Regions from separate parts of the Drosophila melanogaster genome. Here region 1 is linked to region 2. The links are chromatin contacts, called in public Hi-C maps. All regions are on one chromosome and are shown on one strand. The core of a region is the stretch at or near the end of the contact, and the rest is flanking DNA. Distances in the headings are between cores, read along the strand shown. Region 1 holds the start of Doc1 (Dorsocross1). Region 2 holds the start of bin (biniou).

Region 1 (6,687 bases), core at 4,119-6,618, 2.1 Mb before region 2:
TCGACCTGTTCTCGTTCGCACAATTTAATTGAATATTTGCAAGCTGTTGGCTCGTAAAACAGAGAATGCGAACATTTTTATAGCTTAAAGCTTAAATACCAAATCAAATATATTATAATTAGCAATAAAGAACAACAAAAGCGGCAGCGGCAACAACAATATGCTAACATGTGGCGCAAATAAAATTCAGATCCGAACGGCAACACCTCCTCAATAAAGCATCGTTATCCTCATTATCATTATCAACAGCTTCGAACGAAAACCGGATTTGGATTTGGGCATGAGTATTGGACCAACCTACACATAAAAATTCATTAAGTATATTAAAACAAGCGCAAATTAGAAATGCAATACCGGAGCGACTTCGATTTCCATTTTTATCTCATAATCTACGAATTTTGACGCTTTTTGCCACCGTTTTTTCAAAAAGAAGCCAGCAGCGAGTCAGCAAAAAAACACCTAACATTAAAAAAAAAAAACACTTCTGAGGCACAGACGCCGACAACGAATGTGATTTGATGTTGTTTTGGCCCCTTTTGTTTTTGGGTGAAAACGTGCAAATCCCATAATTTAATTGTTTCAGCATTTCAAATGTAAATTTATGCACCAACAAATCCAATCGAAGACGAGGAGAAACACAAAGCGCTAATACAAAACTAAGCCCAAATTAGTCAAAAAGCCGCTTGAAACGCGGCTTCGTGTGGCTGGTGAATTATTTCGCGCTGATTTGGCTTACATTATGCATAATATATGCATCGATTTCTATGAATGGAAGCCAAATCGATTCGTTGCCCCTTTGAACTATCCGCAACGACTGGCTAGATAAATTCTCTGTGGTCCCATCTCCTTCTGGATGCACTTAAAAACTTAATTAAAAATATTAAACACGAAATGTTTGGCGCCACCGTTTAGGAAACGCTCAAAAGTGGACCGCACACATCCACGGAGCGCCGAGTTATCAGCTCAATTATGCAAGCTGAAAGGCAGCCGCCGGGCCACAGACAGATTTGTCGCATTTGACACGATAATGCACACAAGGAGTGACCACACCAAAGTCTCTCCAACCGACTCGGCATCGGTTTCTGTTTCGGTTTCTTGGCCAGCTCCCACTTCGTTTTGGCCTGGCCAATGGCCATAAAAGGTGCGATAAAACGAAAATTTCACAAGACGGCAACAGCAGCAAGTGCACTGCAAGAAAAGTGCTTCGATTTTGAAATGATCAGATGAATGTTGAATTTTTCTTTCTTTAAATTTACTTTAAAAACCATTTCTATTAGCAATACCATAAGCCAAAACTTACTTAGTTGAATTGAAATGTGTGATACTTTTTTTTCTCCGTGCACCCACCTCTGCGTCATCTCTGTGTCCCAGGGATGCGGATGGAATCGCAGGGGAGCTGGGAGTCGGCAAAGACCAAACAGCCTGAAAGCCGTCAAATCGCTGCTCATAATGGACGCCTTATCTTTGGAGAATTGCTTTAACTACTACCGGAGTTGGATGTTTTTCAGATACGTGTGACTCGAGAACCGACTGGTCACCATAATGGAGAGCATTAATTTGTCTTAGGCCCGCCAAAGCGGTCGCATAACTGCTTTTGGCCCAGGCACTGCGATATGGCCAAAAACCTGTAAAAACGGAAACGCTGAAGGTTACCGTTGCTCCCCCCCCCCCCGCAAATAGTTTTGCATTTTCTACGGATTCGATGTCTGATTTGTTTATTTTGACCAAAGACTCTTAAAACGAATTAACAATGTATATGATTGCAGCTTGGTTCTTAAACGATCTTATATGTAGCATAGATTAGCTTACAAAGTATATGCACACGTTTCTCACTAATCACAACAGAAGATGACTCCAACTTAAGTATGTTTACCAAATATTTCTTTCAATAGGCCAAAATGGCTGAAATGCTGAAGCTATTTCTTTTCGTTGAGGTTGAAGGCCTTGGTGATGTTGTGGGTGTGCTGGAGCCAACGGGTTGCGAGGCCACAGGACTAACAGGCGCGACAGTTGGCGCATATGTGGCTGGTGGCATTGGCAGAATCTGCGGAGGAACTCCACCAAAATAGGCAGCTGCAATGCTGGGCGGCAATCCGGCAGCTCCACTGGGTCCATAGCTCAAGTGATGGCGGAGATACGGCGACATAGGATTGGCAACTGGATGAGTTGCTCCATAGTAAGCTGGCGAAACACTACCCGTTGAGTCCTGCTCAAAATCCTGGCGCTGGCGCTTCGCCTGCGGAGAATCGCAGCTGCTCACACTGGAGCCATCATCCTCCGACTCCAGCGTCGAGTTTCCGCTGCTGTTCAGCTTCCTTTTGCAGCGGGATTGACCCGACTCGCGGAAACCCTTAGCGAACGGATTGTTATCGATCTTCAATTTGGTGATGCGATCGTTCTGCAAGCATGAGAACAAATTTATAAATTAATTTAAGCACATAAATGATTAATTACTATCAGTTTTTATACAACAATGAATTCTTAAAACGAATTAGCTCTAAATGTATTACTTTTAACACTTGAATTTTCAATTAGATCGTAAAAAGGAACAATAAATAAATTTACGGCCTTATAAAAAAGATTTGCAGATTAAATAAATATGTAAAAAAACGCGTAGTTTTAAATCTAATTTAAATAGTATGAAAAACGATCTCTATTGTTTTTGTCTGGTCGAAATTTAAACTACGAGGCGTCAGTAAGTAGCCGTCGGCTGGGAGGGCACTTGAAAAGTTCCACTGTGATCCTCGTTAGGATCAAACTCAAGTGGCTGGCTAGGCGACAAATTTGAAAATGCCTCAATTAGGCGACGACCCCCGCAGAGTCTTTGTCCTGTCAGACATGTCCTCAATGGAGGACGGAAAGGATGTTGTCTTTAACCCACCTGATAGGCTGTGACAGCTACGAACTCCGTCTCCGGGAAAACGAACGCCTGCTGAGGAGCCCATGGAAGTTGGGTGAGCTCGCTGCTGCGGATGATGTGCAGGCGTGGCTGGTACTTATGCATGCTGGCCAAAACGATCTGGAAATGTTAATGGAAACTATAAGTAACCCATTCAAAAGATACACTATGAGCTCACTCAAACTTACATGTCCGCTGCTGTCCAGTGTATTGTTGGTCAGTTTGACCTTGTTGAAGAGCAATGCCTGGGATTGCCAATGGGCACCGGTCGCCGGACTGTCCGGATGCAGATACATGCGCTGCGGACTCTGGGGCTCGGCTCCTCCGGCCGGAACCCACTGGGAACCGGAGAACTTGTAGCGGCAATCGCCAATGGGCACCATCTCGAGGAGTACGCAATAGCTGGCCTCCTCCTCCAGTCCGCTGAGGGAAACTCGCATCGAGGGGAACATGCGTCTGTAAGGATGAAAAGAATAGGACTTGATTAAGTGGCCTGCCACGAACTGCATATAAATCAGGGAAGGAGCATCGCAAAAGAAGGCGTCGCCCGGGCATCTATTCTATTTTACTTCATATCGCCTGTGATTTGTTGCCCCGGCTAACAAGTGTGTAATTATGGACCGAAAAGTAGAGGGCAGCGGGGAGTCTGCGTAGCGCAACGCATCGATTTAAAAGGTAACGCAAACAGATCTTGCCAGCCCAAAACAATATGCCAACGGCACATGATTAATTGTGTGGATCGTTGGTTCATGGAGGAGCACGGGGAGCAACAGAGTGCTGGAGGAGCTGGGGCAATCTGGCGCCAAGCAATTAGACAAAATCTGGGAGTCGCCCTAACGGCTTCCAAGCGTCGAATGCATGTCTAATGAGCCGAGAAAGTGACTGTTATCGCGGATTAAACAGCACAGAAAAATAATATTTCTACTGGATATTAATCATTTTCAATAAAATATTACGAAATATATATATATATAACAAATATATATTTATGTTCAAGATCTCTTGATTTCTATGATGCCCAGCCATATTCTAAGCCTTGGCCAAAAATAATGCTTGTAGTTGCACGATTTCTTTCCGTGTACATTTGCAACTTAAACTTCGAGTTCAGATCATAATTATGTAAATTTGTCTCGGCTCCCGCTCGGTAGTCGCTGTTCGATAGTTCCCCTATCTGAGATACGCTAGGGTCTGGTCTCATCGCTTTGGAGAAGGGTCACGGACAGGGCATGGAATGGTATGGTATGGTATGGTATGGTGGTATTGTGGGCAAAGTGTGAAAAGCGCAGGTAGATCGACCAAACCCGATTGTCAACGCCGAAACCGAGAGAAGAAAGATTTTTATGATCGGACCGGCGCCAGGGCGGCGTCTTGCTCTTGTGTTCTCCTCCGCCGACTACACTGCACTTGTTGTCACTCCGAGCGAGAGCTCCTGCTGCGTTTTGAGTTATGGCCAGGCGCCACATTAGGCCCGGGAAATCGAAAGGTTCAGGGTATAGGCATACTCGTACTCGTATGAGATAGGAATTGGGAAAGTTGGCCCTGGTACAGGAGCAAATATTTACATAGGCCGTGCGACGCACTTGACTTTTGGAAAAACTCGGGCTATTTGCATAGGATAATGGGTTCGCGGGAAAATGAAACTTACCGGCCGCTCTTTGTGATGATCATCTCGGTGCCGATTTTATGGAACTGTTGCCACAAATCGTTGTTCTCCAACTTGGCCTCCACGCCGGGCAGGGTGGGACGACTGGGCAGCATCATGTGCGGCTGCTGGTGGGGCATGTTGAAAGGTAACATCGATGGAAAGGGATCTGGAAGAAGCGGTTTGGTTAGTTCATTAGCATGGGTTTGCAATGGACCTCTTCAGGGAGGTGGGTGTTGCAGAAATCATATTTCTAAGTTAGCTGGAATTTCGCTATCTATTGTATTTTATCGGAATATAATACCTATTAAGATATGTTCAATCAAAGATTGAAAATAAAGGCAATGCAGTTATGACCACAATTTCTAGTTATAATGATAAGTTAAATTGAAGTAGAATATTTATTGCTCATAAAATCCGAAGCACTAATAATAATCACAATATTAAAACACTTTTAAGTACGCTCTTTTGGGTTGCATATATTTTCTCATATTTTTTAGTTTGAAAATCGCGAAACCATTTGCCGACGGCATTCGATCAACACCCATAGACCTTATGTCTAGAAACGCACCTGGAATCCGCTGCATGATCTGCTGGCGGTAGATCTCGTGGGCCAGCTGCTGCTGCATCCGCATATCCATTAGCTCTTGCATGGAAAGCATTTCGAAGCACTTGCACGGTGTATAGCACTTGGTAAAATGTCTTAGTACGTTCTGATAATAACTGGTAGTTTGGAATTCTTCACTGTTATTCACTCGCTCGTAACTGAAGATGCGCTCTGAGGTTCTTTCACGCTCGACGTTTCGCAACGAACTGATCTCGAGTAGCTCCGCTCGAGTGCTAACTCGCCGTGGGTCGCAGCCAGTTTTTCCCGATGCCAAGCAGGTAGCAGCTACGCTTGGAAAACCGGTTCTCCGTGGGCAGCGCCTGTGATTGGCTGGCGGAAGACGCCTACGCTATGTGGGTACTAGTGTTGTCCCACTCTGGCGAAGATCGGTGGATCGACGGTGGGCGCCATTTTGTGAGCAGCGGAGGAGCGGGAAAAGCGAACTGCGTGCAGCCGAGTGGCGAAGTTAACGCTTAGCCCTGTTGATTTTCATCAGCCGCAGTGTTTTTCTGCGCCACTGCCTTCAAGCCGCATTCCCTGTCTCCCTCTCGATCACTGTCAGTTAGGAGACTTGGATATATGTATGCATGTATGTATATGGATGTGGATTTAGCCGGGCTATGGCGTTGCTTGTAATTCAGAAGTGAGATTTTCCACAGCGCGCCTGTCTGCTGTCTTCAGCTGCCGTTGCCTTTTCTTCTCCTCTCGGTTTATTCTTTTTTTTTCTTGTGTGTCTGTTTCGTTTTTATGTTTTTTTGTTGGTTTTGGCGCTGTCGGAAAATGTCCGTTGCCATTTCCATTGCAGCCGTCTTCCGTTTGGGCGCTGTCCCTCCGTCGTTTGCCATGCCCCCGTGTAATTAGCTGGGTTCCCTATCTTCGACATTGTCTGGCATTTCTCGGGTATTTATGTACTTTGCTGCAGACAGGTGAAACATAAATTTTGTTGGCTTTGTTAATTGCCCGTTTTGGAATTTCGATATGCTATGCCCTCGCTATTGATTTGCCCAAAAAAAAAAAAAACTGAGAAATGGAAAATCGAAATTCATATAGTTTTTGGGCTCTGGCTCGAGGGCCTATTGATTAGTGCTTGTCAGCATTGGAAATTGAGGGCTTAAGTGCCTGCGGGTGGAAGTAGATTGAAATGCACATTCCTATATTCACAGGAAGTATTATAATTGATACTTAGTGAGCCATTGATCATTTAAAACACATTGGACTGAAATACGTTAACGAATAGCTATATTATTCTAAAATATATTAAGACTTACTTACTTACTTAACTTAACTTATTCATCAACGCAAATTGAAAACATGCAATGATTTGTAATTTAAAGAAAAAGGAATAACTTAAATCCAATTTATTTGAAACACCATTTTTATAGAACTTAATTTTTAAATGGTTCTTTATCATTTCCCTTATTTCTTGTGGTCTGAACAAATTTTTGTATTTGGATAAAATAGAAACAATAACTCTGTGAAGATTTATTTGCGATTTTTAGTACTATTACTTTTACTTTAATTACTACTTTAATCAGTTGA
Region 2 (6,632 bases), core at 3,605-6,104:
CAACAACTTCGATGGCTGTTAAACAGAAAAAGCACCATGACACTGAGAGCCAAAAGAGCAGTTTACGTCCACTGCGTAGCCCCGATCTGGCTGTACGGAATACAGATCTGGGGTATTGCAGCAAAATCCAACTACAACCGCATTCAGGTATTGCAAAATCGTGCCATGCGTGCAATTACAGACTGCCCATACTATGTACGTGGCACTACCCTTCACCGTGATCTGAATCTTCATACAGTGGAAGAGCAGATCTCCAGGCACACCAGCAGATATAGTGATAGACTAAGACGACACCACAGTATACTTGCTAGACGCTTACTCCCTGCTAGGCCTCTAAGGAGATTAAAAAGGAAGGGTTTCGCCAAAACACTTGGACAACCCTAAAGACCCCCTCGAAATATGAGACATAGTTGTAAGTCCTCACATGATTAGTGAGAGGTTTGGTTTTATCTTTTATATGTTAATTGCGCTGTTATGTTACTGTTACTGCATTGTATTGATTCATCGCTTCTAAATAAATAAATATATATAAAAAAGTGAAGACTTTTATGTGATATATATTAGAAGGCATATAAAAGTATGCAACAAAAAGATTGTTTTCGAAACTTACTTGAGCCCACAACAGATGGCGCCAAAAAATGGTTCGAGAATTAGCTAATGAGCTCTTACATCTTAAAGATGAAATTTTGTATGCGGCCTAATTTATTAATTTTTGAATTGTAATTTCCAGTAAGCTTCAAAATTAAATGTTTTGTTATTCTCCTTTAAAAGCAAAATGGCAACACCCAACATCCTTAGAAAATAGGATGGCAGCTCCCGGAATGGGAAAATATCAGGGTTGGCAACTGCGGAAATTGGCGCCGAAAATATGTTCTTTTCAAATTGTTACTTAAAATAATTTGTGTGATTAATTAATATGTATGTAGTTAATTACCGAAGAAATTTCTTTATATTATTTAAATTGCTATAGAATTTGGATGTATTTTAGTAACCGAAGATATAATAATTGAACTTTCTACGCAATGTTTGTCTTTTTATAAATAATTTGTGTTTATTTCTATTTATATTCATGTATATTATAGTTTCCCTTCTATGCGCTATGCAACTACTTTTACTGTGCCACTACTTAGAGCCTAATTAAACGTGATTATTGTGTCCTTTGAGGTAATATTGATGCACGCCATCCCAAGTTGAGGATGGCTAGTTGGCGTACTTGAGTCCCTCGTAGTATCCACCGCCCCCATTCAGAGCCACCATCATGGGGGGCGGGCTGATGGGCGGCAGGTAGGCCGGCTTGCGATCAATGGGCGAATGATCGATCCCATGGCTGCCACCGGACTGCGATGGTGGTGGCGTCGTGGATGATGTGCCGTGATTCTGGTGCATGGATCCGTGGCCCTGATGGCTGTGGCTGGGGTGGCTCGCATGGTGCTGATGGTGATGGTGGTGCGCCTGTGCTTGGGCCTGAGCCTGGGCATGCTGGATGCTGGACAATCCGGGCAGCTGCTGCAGCGAAATCGAACGGAGGCCTACGGACGGATTCAATTTAGAGAGGAAAAGCGATTAAACTGGCTGTTCGCGTTTTATGGACAAGCGCTAAAATTCACACTGCGCCGCGACGTCGGCGGCAACTATTAAAAGAGAGAGAGTTAAAAACGGAGTCGATCGAGTGCGGCATAGATTACCATATGTTGGTGCTACACCCGCCGCCCCCGCCCACTGTCCTTCGTAATTCGAGATGTGAAACGTCAGCAATTAAATTACCCTGATTGACGCGAACACCCAGGAACATTGTGATCCCCCTTCACAAAGTCGCCCGGCACCCTTCAAGTGGCTGCACTGCGAGAAATACTGGGTCATCTATCTACTTGAAATTTAATAAATTAAGGGCTTAACTTCCCTAAGAGCAGATTTAGATAGAACTAGATACATATTCACATCGGACTTTTCCCTATGATTTTGAATTTTTGTGATTTCTTTGAATCTATGTATACACCCCACCCACAATTTCTCGCTGTGTAGCTCAACCCTCGTCGCTTTCTCGAGCTGCTCACTTACCGTTGTCCAGGCTGCCGGCACTTGTTGCATAGGAATAGCCAGCGGCCACGAGACTCGCGGTTGGCGCATAATCGCTTTGAAGCGTCGCCGCCGCTCCCAGTGGCGAACTTGAGGATGATGCCGATGGGGCCATTCCCAGTGCGGAGTGGGCCAGCGGGGGCGTGGTAGCCGAGCCATTCACATTGCCTCCGGCTGCCAGGCAGGATATGTTCGTATACTGGGGCAGGGGACCCACGCCCATGCCCACGCCCACCGACGACGAGCCACTGTGGGCGGCATGGGCGTTCCAGGGATCGGCGAATCCTTGACCACCAGCCGGCGAGACGCCAGTGGCTCCAGCTGCACTGTAATCGTAGCTAGCAAAGGCAGGCGAGGCGTAATAGTTGCCATTGTCCTGGTGGGCAAAGAGAGAAGTACTATAGATATTATATGATCTTAAGTTGTTATGAAATCGATGGAGCTTACCATTCCCGCATCGCCATAGCCGCTGGCGTAGTATCCATTGGCATGGCCGGCATACGGCTTCACCTTGATCTTGGAGCGATAGCCACGCGGCCGGCGCCTCAGGCTGCCCTCGTCCTCGAAGAGATGAGCCGAGTTCTCGTCAATGGTCCAGTAGTTGCCCTTGCCCGGCTTGCCCACGCCCATGCCCTTTGGCAGCTTCTTGAAGCACTCGTTCAGGCTGAGATTGTGGCGCACCGAGTTCTTCCAGCCCACGTAGGGTCCTCGAAAGAATTCGTAGCTGCAATGATAAATATGAGTTTAACAACTGAGTTTCTAACACTCGCATAACTGCTTATACTTAATATCATGAATTCAAGATGTTCTTAAGGGCACATTATTATGTTTGTCTTTTGCATTGGAGCTTAAAAGCCAGCGAAAATTGATAATCAAGCGTTTATTTATTTTACTGAGCCTGTGAGGCTCAATTAAAATTTTTTTTTTTTTTTTATTTCGGTGGGATCAGAGTGTGGTGTCAAACAAACAAACGATGTCAGCTTAAAAGCCTCTCACGCATTTGGAATCCCCACCAGCCCCGGCTCTGTCCCTTCAACGCTCAAGTGGATTGGATCTCCGTCTCGTCGCCGAAATCGAAATCCAAACAAGCGTCGCGAAATATGAGACATTCTGAAGGATGCGCAAGTCGAGTTGGCCAAATAGAATCGGATGCCCATACAAAAAAAGGGCCAGCGACACATTTTTGCAGTTGTAGCGACCGATACGGATCGGTATTACTGGTATTAATAACCGTATGGGCCGTAGTGTCGATATCGCCAATTGGCTCCGCCTGAGATGCCGCCACCACTCTGGAGATCGTGTTAATCGAAGCGAAAGCGATGCGATTTTAAAGAAACTATTACTCTTTAAAACTGTGTAACTACAACTAAACATAAACAATACTGCAACTTTACTGGTACTGAACTTTAAAAGGAATTTGCTCCTGGTACCTATTTGATATTTATTAAACTGCAAGTTACCATTTCAATATTTCAGATATTTTCTAGACTCAATTTTTAACTGTTACTGTTTCCCCATCAATGCCTTACAATAGTTACCTCTTCTGCAAGTAGGCGTAGATCTCGGAGAGCGTTAGCTTTCCAGTTGGTGATTCCTTGATCGCATGCCCAATCATATTGATATAGCTGAGTGCTGGTTTCTCTGGCCGCCGGGTACCAGACTTCTTGGTGGTATCCGGAGTGCTCGGCGCATCCTGCTGACTGGAACCACCTGTACCAACCACCGCTGAGCCCGAAACCTTGTTCTCCAGATGATTCTGACTGGGCGGCGAGGATTCGGAACCGTTGAGCGACTTGGCAGGCGAGGAACTCGAGCTGGAGTAGTTTAGCACGGGCATGCCGTGCGCATTGCTGATCACCTGCGACGGCGATGTGGAAATGCGCGACATGTAGCCACCGCCTGGTGAATGCTGGAGCTGCTGGGCTGGCAACTGCTGCGGCTGCTGTTGCCCCGCCTGCTCCTGGCTGGTCAGCAATTGGTAGTCGTTCGCACTGAGTATGGTGTTGTTGGAGCAGTACTTAATGGTGGACGCGTACTGATGGTTGAGTGGCTGCAGCTGCACCTGCAATGGCTGCACCTTGGCGGTTGATGTGCTGGAGCTCGCATACTGCAAATCCTGCGGCAGATCCGTGGGCGTCTTCGAATTCGATTGCGGAGAAGCGGATCCAGCCGAATGGGCAGTCATTAGAACCCCGTACGGTGGTATGGGACTGGAGGATGCCGGCGGTGTACCCATGCTGTGCAGCGCACTTAGGCTATAATGTTGTGCTGCCGAAACGGGCGTGGCAGTGGGCGTAGCGTCCATATAATGCTTTAGCTCCATATACCCGATGTTCGGTTTCTCATCGATCAGCTCCGTGGGTGATTCTCCGCCACCCATTGCCTGGTAATTGCCACCGGTTAACAGATTCCCAGCTCTATATGGATGTCCAGTGTGGGTGTGTTGATGTGGGTGGGAGTGTGCATGTGGGTGGCTGAAAGGGGGATGGGCGCGGGGATCGTGGTAGTAGCCACCCAGCTGATCCATGGTCATAACCGAACGATCGGAGGCTTCTTCACTTTTAATCATTTTCACTGGGCTTTTCGGTTTCAAACACCGTGCGTTGTTTCAAAAATATTTTAAAAATATTTTTGGTTTTTTTTTTATCAATATTTCTCTTTGAAATAATTTTCACTATAATTTCGAATCGAAAGTACGCGCAATTCTTTCCGGCGGAGTGGGATTTTCTTTAACCACTGAAAGTACCGCACCGCTTGGCTATTCTCACTCAACTGAAACGGATGGCATATCGCTCCCGCTACTGGCACCACGATCCCATTCGATGCGATCCACTTGAGTTGCCATCGGCCGGAATTCTTTTTTTAGTACGCCCACGCCTTACGCAAATCGCTCGATTCTCTCTCTATTTCTCTCTCGGATTCCCCATATGTACCGTATGTATAGGTTCGGGCAATGCCGCCAATTGGCTCGTTTTCCCGGGGTTTTCCTCTCGGAGCAAAACGCAAAATATATAGAATTCAGGTCTGTGACTTGGGGACTGCGGTTATTGGAGTACGTTTAGATGGCGAAACTTCAGTATGCCAGGTATCTAAGAAACCCAAACGGAACTCAAGGGAAAATCGAGATCTATAAGATGGTATCAAAGAAAATAAAATGTAATGCGTGCTTGAATTTTCTTTGAATTAAAAAATAATATATAATGAAGAAAAGTATGAAAGTTTAAAATAATTATATTAATAATACCACATAAGATGAGGCTTGAATTACAATTGGGATCTATTTTGCACTTAGTCATTTCAGTCCGACTTTAGTTAGCTAAACTGCTAATTTCATAAACATGGCATCTGTGTTTAGTCGCAAAATTGGTTCAAAAGCGTATTTAAATCAATTCTGACCCCAAAAATCGCGAACGGAACCCACACACATTACTGACTCATTATCGCTATTGTTTCCGATGCGAATTCGGATTGAATTTGGATGCACCTCCCCGCTGGGAGTGTCTACCTTCAGCCACCGCCCCTCTGGCCAGTCAACAGTTAATAAATAGTCAAAGAACAGAGAAAGATCCTCGAAGATCGAACCCCGCAATTAGGCACAAATGAATTAACGTATTCGGCGGAAAAAAAGGAAGCTGCCGTTGCTGCTGTTGGCGGCATTCGGATTTCGAAACGAGCTGTTAATTGATTTAGTCGTTGCCTGGCACGGATCCGGACCAAGATCGGGCATGGGAATGGGTACGGGTATGGGTATGTGAATCCAGGGGGAGATGGGTAGGTGGCTGGAGCGGAACACCGCCGGAGAGCGGAACGTTTAGCAGCAACGCTGAGTGCCGCCATTGCTGTCAGCACTACGCCGACTCGTTGGCAGCAAGACGACCGTGACGGTGATGGAAACATGGGCGTCGAAGGGGGGGTATTATTAGTTAAAATAAATAAACATAGATAAAGCTAGAATTATAAATGAATTTTTAAGCCAATTTGTTAAACATACATACTATGTAAAACTGAGATTCAAAATAATTAAATTTTTTTTAAACAAAGATGCTTCACTTGAGTACTAAAGCATACAAAACTAGAATATCTTTCATTTCAGAAACTAAAAACTTTTTAGAGCTCATAATATATATTTCATTTCCTTTTCTAAGTTCCAACTGTTTATTTTTAATCGTTCCAATATCTCCATGTACAATCTCTAATTTCTCTTACCTAATCACTAGTAACTAATACTAAGATTAAGATCCCCCCTCACTGCGCCACTGAACGGCGACGATGGCGACGCGCCGCTCTGCTTCGCTCCCTCTCGCTCTAACCGTGTTGCCGGCTCGCTCTTGCCTTCGCTGTCGTCGTGGCAACGATTCAATTCGGTGCTCGGTGCCCCAAAACAAGATACGAGATACACAGGGGCGCGCACAAAGATACAGATACATTCTGTGTGGCGGGGACACACGGGGGCGGAGTTTTGTTTACATTTCACGAAATTCTATTTGTCGACGGCATCGGGCATTGATTGAGAAAATCGAAGGAGAGAAAATTCCGCTCGCTAGGTTACCATTTTC

The links. Hi-C and Micro-C count contacts between places; a contact is called where the count stands out from the background.
Region 1: a contact with region 2 is called in a Hi-C map of the Kc167 cell line, with 2.4 times the contacts expected there. A contact is called at or near these places in 6 of 107 Hi-C or Micro-C datasets (the Kc167 cell line, cellular blastoderm embryo, embryo and 1 more).

Annotation. Positions count from the first base shown.
Region 1 is chr3L:9,040,056-9,046,742 of dm6, reverse strand. Doc1 (Dorsocross1) reads right to left here and starts at 5,368. Exons shown (of 5, transcript NM_140026.3): 1 at 5,113-5,368; 2 at 4,545-4,710; 3 at 3,088-3,355; 4 at 2,882-3,019; 5 at 1,701-2,398. The coding sequence starts at 5,203. The coding sequence ends at 1,886. It overlaps lncRNA:CR46451 (long non-coding RNA:CR46451), which reads left to right and starts at 5,814. Exons shown (of 5, transcript NR_167838.1): 1 at 5,814-6,074.
Region 2 is chr3L:6,988,844-6,995,475 of dm6, reverse strand. bin (biniou) reads right to left here and starts at 4,854. Exons shown (of 4, transcript NM_079226.3): 1 at 3,615-4,854; 2 at 2,524-2,800; 3 at 2,059-2,452; 4 at 1,029-1,529. The coding sequence starts at 4,645. The coding sequence ends at 1,201.